2 separate regions of the Zea mays genome follow, and region 1 is linked to region 2. Evidence: chromatin contacts called from public Hi-C data. All regions are on one chromosome and are shown on one strand. The core of a region is the stretch at or near the end of the contact, and the rest is flanking DNA. Distances in the headings are between cores, read along the strand shown.

Region 1 (3,445 bases), core at 451-2,950, 160 kb before region 2:
ACTTAAAGCAAAATGTTTAAAATGTAGATATCCATTCTAAATCTCATCCGACACAACACAATAATATCTATATCTGATCCGAATTCGAAGAGAAAATATGAAAACAAATATAGTACAAGCAATATATGTCTGTATTCGATATGATTACACCCCTACCTTTTACTATGTTTCAATTCAAATACAAATATGAATATAGATATTCTTAAATATGAATTATTTAATTCAAGTCAAAACATATATTCTTAAATTTAACATACATAAATAAAACTTCACTACTAAGTTTGTCATTAAACATAATAAACCAAATAAAAGTACACTTCTAATAATTGCCAATATCAAACTAAACTAAACTATAATGGATATTATTTAATAAAATAATATTTGAAGTGAAGAAATTCAAATAAAAGTGATAAAAACAAATAAGCATTATGCTTTATCAATATTTTTGGAACTACAAAATTGTTACCCAAGTAGACACTATCACACTAATGTATTTTTATATAACATAGAAAAGGATGGCTCATACAAATAATATAGTCATCAATTTTTTCAGTAGTGAATTTATGGGGTAAATTGTGATATTGAGAATTGAAGGTAAATACGCAAGATTCAGACTCTCATCAAGAGATAATAATATTCTATGTGCAGTATTATAGTGGCTATGTTTATGATCCGTTGTGTTGTGATCTGCCCTCAGAAGGCCCTCGTCCCCTTCCCTTTATAGTTCAAGCAGGGGGTGTTACAAAGTTGAATACGAGTAGGTTTCATGATAGATCTAATCTAATAATCTAATCACATACTTTTATAATTACAAACGTGTCTTCCTCACCGGTTTGGATCTTTCCTTATATGCTAGGATCTCACCTTATATGTTAGGATCTTATTGTGTTCATTTAGAACTTTGCAATTATCTCTTCTATTCCACTAAGATTTTTGTGAAATTTATTTTTACTTCAGTAGTCATCCTCATATTAAAACTTCTTTTAATCATGATGACCGAGTCCATAGACTCTAGACTGAGTCCATGGGTCTATCCATATATGTCTGTGTTATCCAAGGTATATATTCTTTACAAATAAATATTTAATGATTAGATATATCAATTAATTAATCAATATTATATTTATATAAATATTTATGACAATATTGTAAATTATATAAAATAAATTACATTAATTAATTGATAAGATGAAGTACTAAAATAATTTGGAACAACATATATATCAAGTTTAAACAAAATAATAAAATACTGAAAACAATTTGTTATTTATGTATCATTGATAATTATAAATTAATACCAAAGTTATTAATTGAAAAACTATTAAGTGGTTTTAATGCCTTAGTAGTAGTAATAAAATTAAGAGATAAAATTTTTAAATAGGTTCACAATACCTTGTTTTCTTTCCTGATATGGATAGTGTTAAATGAGGATGTCTTAGAGAAAGAATACTGAAAAAACCGAGTTCAGATATATCATTTAGTATCAGTATTAGAAGCGAGTACGAATGCCAAAATTGCATGTTTTAGCACATACGAATATTAGATAAATTAGGATACCCATTTGGATTTTTCAATCCCTACCGGACAAGGAGCGCTGGAGTCCAGGGTCAACAACGCGTACGTACTCTACATGGCACCACTCAATACTCAACGGTGCCAGCCGTCAACAAAGAGAAACCGCGTTGCCTGAGCTCTCAAAGGATCCAATCGACGTGCAGTGCGACGCTAGTGCAAGTGCACAGCGACCTATACGTCCACGTCTCTAGTACACCTGAGATGAGAAACCCCAGCCCAAACGTGTGTGTGAAGGTCATGGACCCTTTGCTTTGCTGCGTGGATTCAATTCAATCATGCCAGTCCGTCGAACGGTGACTTCTGAGCACGAAATGAAAACCATCTATCTCCAGTTGTCCATGGTCCCACTCCCACCCATGGACGACGGATCTGTCTGTCCGTTCCGTTCCCAGTTCCCATCATCGGTAGTACTCCTACGTGGCAATAGAATCACACTTGGCCGAAATTCACGAATGAGTGGCGTGGTATACTGATATCTCGCATGACCGTGAGTTGATCCCTCGTTCCCTCCTAAGACCGGATACTTTTTGGGATGAGAAATTTGTATTTTTGACACCCTAAACTAGTGGCTTTGCACTATTGACACTCTAAAGATTAATTTCGTAAATTTGACACCCACATCATTAACACCTCGATTTACTTGACATTTTATCTTTTTAATAGTTATTTTTTATTTTTTCATTTACTGAATTGTGAAAAAAAGACTAATCTGACCTCCTTTATTTTGTAAGGTGCTAGTCTCTTTTTTGTTTGTATGAATCGTACCTGTGTATCTCATAGACGCCCGCCGCCTCTGTTCTGCATATCAAACAAATGCATAGATGTGTCGCCACTCGTATCGCCTAAAAGGCCTCGTCGCCCTCGACCACAAACCCACGCGCAAGGGAGCTGGCCGGCCGCGCTCGATGCCCCGTGGTCGTGATCCACCACAACAAACATGTCCTTGCATTGAGACTTGGTGGTGCACGAATGGACGTGTCACCACGACAATCCAAGCTTGTGGAATGGAACCTGATCCAATTAATTCATCTACAAAGCATTGCTGATCATGTTTTAAATATCTCAAAGTATTGTTGATCAATATCTTCAATAATAATTCTTGCCAATATATTTTTTAGTCAAGACTTGTATTAGTTGTGATTGGAACAACCAATTATTAACACTTATGAATCAATCAATTATAGGTCCCTCATTTACTAATTGTTTCGAACAAGGATGATTCAGAGGTGGCCATGGGGAGCAATACCAATGCTCCATTGTTGTTGGTCGAGACTTCTTCACCTATCCCACAAGTCGATTAGGATAACTTAAAAATAATAGAGATGCATGATGAGGAAGGAAGAATTCAACCATTGGGTGAGGATTAGCTATTTGTAATCTTGGGCTTGAGGGATGAGGATGAAAGGAGAAAGTGAGCTCAAACAAATGGTCGTACAATGCGTGAGCAGCAAGATGATAGTATTGATGATGTTGCCATTACTATTAGTGATTCAATACCAAATGAGATAGTGACTACATATGATAAGGATCACCAAAATGGATATTGGCACAATGTACCCATCAATGGATGAATTTAGGTTGGCCGTGAGTCAATTTTCTATAATGAGGAGTTTGATCTAGGCATAGATAAGTCATCAAAGGAAAGATTTAGAGGGTTATGCAAGTCTAGTATTGAATGCCCTTGAAGGTTTGTTGTTAGAAGGCTAGCTAATGGAAAAACGATTAAGGTGAAATATTCTAAAATAACAAATGTGATATTCTAACTTGCATAGTTTTTATGTGTATTGCACTCACTATTTTCTATTTATTTGCGTGCATGTGACAATTTAGTTGATCAACATGATTGTATTTCAAGCAATAGGGCTATGAT
Region 2 (3,385 bases), core at 671-3,170:
ATGTGAGTTCTTGAGTTAAGATAGATTGATGTCCCTCTCGATATGTAGAAATCTCATAAGACCCGTTACATTGGCCTGTGCACATCAGGATGTTATAAATGTGAAAAAGAACATTAAAGGCTGATTTAGTGACTAGGGATCACGGGGTATTAAAGAGAAATTAGTTTATTTTGTCACCAAATCAAACCTAACCGGAGGTGTACATGTTTGGGATTTCCACACCACCATCATAATTATTCCTCCAAAACATTTTTTTCCACGTGCAATGTTCCTTCTGCCATGTGCTATTGCAATGTGGCAGACTCGGTCACTTCAGCGAGAGCCAGATTTTACAGTGCATGTGATGGTGTGTGGACAGAACTCTAATAATTCGGCTGTGCCGTTGTTTTCCCTTTTCGTTGAACTTTCAACATTTTGACGAATGATTCGGCTGCTGTTTCAACAACACTAACTACCGCATGCAACGGTACGTAAATGCGGATCAGTCAGAGAGAATGGAACAAGGTACATGACAACTTTAAGGGCACGTAGTGTAGTGGAGAGACACCAAAACTGTTCTCTAAACATAAAAGACTTCATTATATAATTGAGTGTCTATAAATATAGTCTATTAATAAATGTATGATTAAATGCGCTTGTACAACATCAGATCGATAAAACAGACGACGAATTCGTAAAGTGAAAGCTAAGACATCTGTTGCTACTTGAATTAAGAGCCAGAGATAGCTCAACTTATTTTTTTTGCAAACAGCACCTTTAAACACCTTAAAAAGACTTTATATTGATCACCATTGTATGCCCAATGCTTAGCCCACGCACATGTAGCCAGCAGATTTAATGCATGAAACTTGAGTTCACACCTTCTTCAGAAACGCAGTACATGTGTCGTACTGTAGAGAGCGAGGTCCCTCGAAGATAAGAAAATGACAGGGACAACACACAACTGAGAATCTTGTTACAAACACAAGACAATAATGCATCCTGTTCATAAAAAAAAATAAAAAACTGGCTGTCGTTCTTCATCTCCTTCCTGCATGCACCAGCTGAAAACGCGAAGTGGTCCTTATATATACAGCGTAGAACTCTTACTTCCGATTCAACAGCTAAAAGTACAGAAGGTTTCTCGATCATATGTTAATAACTGTCGGCGTCAGATCGACATAATCTATGAGCTAGCTAGTAGTACAGGAAATGAATCCAGCTAGCGTCTATTCGTCGTTAGCCAACAAGATGCATGCCCGCAGGAAACCTGGCTGAGTTTTCTTCACAAATAATATTGCCATCCATCCATCGTCGTCACACGCCATCAAGATGCATGGTGACTTTAAGGTACCACAACTAAGAGCCAGTAGTAGCATATAGTCTATTCTAGACGGGCTCGTCGTCGCCGTCGTCGTCCTTGTTTGTTCCTAGTTATCATCTACATGCACTAATACTCACCCTCTCTTCTATATTATTCTAAGCCATTTGAACTTTTTGCGAAGTTACCAGTCAAATCGGACTCTGCCCTTGGCTCTTTCGCATCATTCGTCGTGGACGACGACTGTATATATCTATCTATCCGAGATTGTTAGCACTGATAGCCCGGCTGTATGAGCCAAGCCGGCGGGAGCCTAGCTCCAGAGATGCGACCAATTTGCTCGCGTCTATAGAGCCTGACTTAGGGTACTTTAAATATCGTGCAAGCCTGACTTCACATCTACACGCAGGTAACCAAATACACACCTCGCACGCATAGAGCCTGGTTGACAACAACTGAACACCAGCTGATTGCATCCCATGATACAAGAACGCAAATACAGGTAACCAAACACATGATATATAAACTATGGGCGCCCCTTCCATCTATCCTCCAACCAAACACGGACAGTCAAAGTGGGCCGCGGATCAGACAACGACGTACTCATATGCCCAGACAGCTAGGCTGTGTGTGTCTGGCTGTCGCCGCCTTGAGGTCAAACCGGCGGGAGTCGCCGGAGCCCATATTCCCAGTTGAGAACCAGCGCACAAACGTCACAGGAGAACCAAAGCCTCCGAGCTAGGCTTCCTTTTTTTCCCCAACACAGCTAGGAGCAGCCGGATTAAGGGCATATTTAGTTTCCTGTCTAATTTGTCGCTTTTGGCTAACTTTTAGGTCTAAACTTATTTCTTCAATTCGAACGACTAACCTTAAACAAAGTGTGACACGGTTAGTCACGAACCAAACACCCTAAGGCCATCAAATTTGCCCGACTAGAGTTTTGGTGAATTGGTGTTATCTTAAAAGTCTACCATTCTAAACTCTGACAAAAAAAACACCTTAGTTGACACAATGCTCAGTACCACCAATTAATTGTGTTTGCAAAATTTGAAGGGGGTTGTTCGAACCGGTTTTGAGCCGGCGGACTGTCCGGCCCTGAGGCCGGACGGTCCGCGGTCCGGACGGTCCGCGCCTGTGGGTCGGACGGTCCGCGCGTGCGCAGAACAGATTAGGGTTCCGAGTTTTGTGCTATGGTTGTTAGCTATATTCGCGGGATTAGCTCGGAATCAGTTGTGTAAAGGGTCCAGCCCCCCTCCTCTATAAATAGAGAGGTCTACGGCCGATTTGTAATCATCAACAATCGAATCAATACAACTTCTATTTCGCATTTTATCCTAGGAGTAGTTCTAGTCTAGTTTAGGTTTAGCTATCCAATCCCCAAATTCGTCGTCTCTCTTCGGCTCTACGTCGATTAGAGGAGTCTAGGTCGGCCGGCCTGAGCCTAGACACCACCTAGGATCTCTCCTCCCCGACGGGGTCCCTCCCGGGAGCGAGATCCAGGCGCCGTCGGCGGTCTTCCGCCGCCCCTGCGCACGCGCGGACCGTCCGGCCCTAGGGCGCGGACCGTCCGGCCGTCAGGCAGGGAACTCGGGCTCCTGCACCAGGTCGCGGACCGTCCGGCCCTGTGCCGCGGACCGTCCGCGCCTGACCAGAAAGCACCGCCGCCTCGCACCAGGCCGCGGACCGTCCGCCCCTGTGCAGAGAGCACCGCCGCTGGTGCTCTTGAGTAATTGGCGCCTCCGAAAAGGTGTCAACAGGGGTATATATATATGAGGAGGTATGCCTTGAAACATAGTTTCCATCATAACAGGATGCATTTTGCTGTATTATTATGGATATGTTGCAATAACAATTTACTAGACATGTAACTTTGAAAAAGCTGACTTCTAACAAACTGAAATGTCACTTATTTGTGACTGTAGAGTGAGTACATATAGTATAGACACTACAATTCATGCATCTGAATCGTGGAGGCATGAAGTTTCTAATTAAAATAATCATTTATATAAGTGTAATGTGTATCTCTATCTCTATATTGTCATTATTTATATCTCTAGTTAAACTGATTTATGTTTAATCTAGTTT

The links. A called contact is a pair of places that touch in the nucleus more often than the background predicts.
Region 1: a contact with region 2 is called in a Hi-C map of leaf, with 2.0 times the contacts expected there. The contact joins two enhancer-like sites. A contact is called at or near these places in 2 of 25 Hi-C or Micro-C datasets (bundle sheath and leaf).

The regions. Positions count from the first base shown.
Region 1 is chr10:114,081,751-114,085,195 of Zm-B73-REFERENCE-NAM-5.0, reverse strand. No RefSeq gene overlaps it. Among protein-coding and RNA genes, the nearest start is that of LOC109943095, 28 kb to the left of the region's middle. Within about 2 kb of position 1,700, at least 12 of the 20 cell types and tissues checked have an H3K27ac peak or open chromatin away from gene starts, as enhancers often do. A contact at or near this core is called in bundle sheath and leaf, where this site is marked.
Region 2 is chr10:113,922,381-113,925,765 of Zm-B73-REFERENCE-NAM-5.0, reverse strand. No RefSeq gene overlaps it. Among protein-coding and RNA genes, the nearest start is that of LOC103642717, 88 kb to the right of the region's middle. Within about 2 kb of position 1,920, at least 11 of the 20 cell types and tissues checked have an H3K27ac peak or open chromatin away from gene starts, as enhancers often do. A contact at or near this core is called in bundle sheath and leaf, where this site is marked.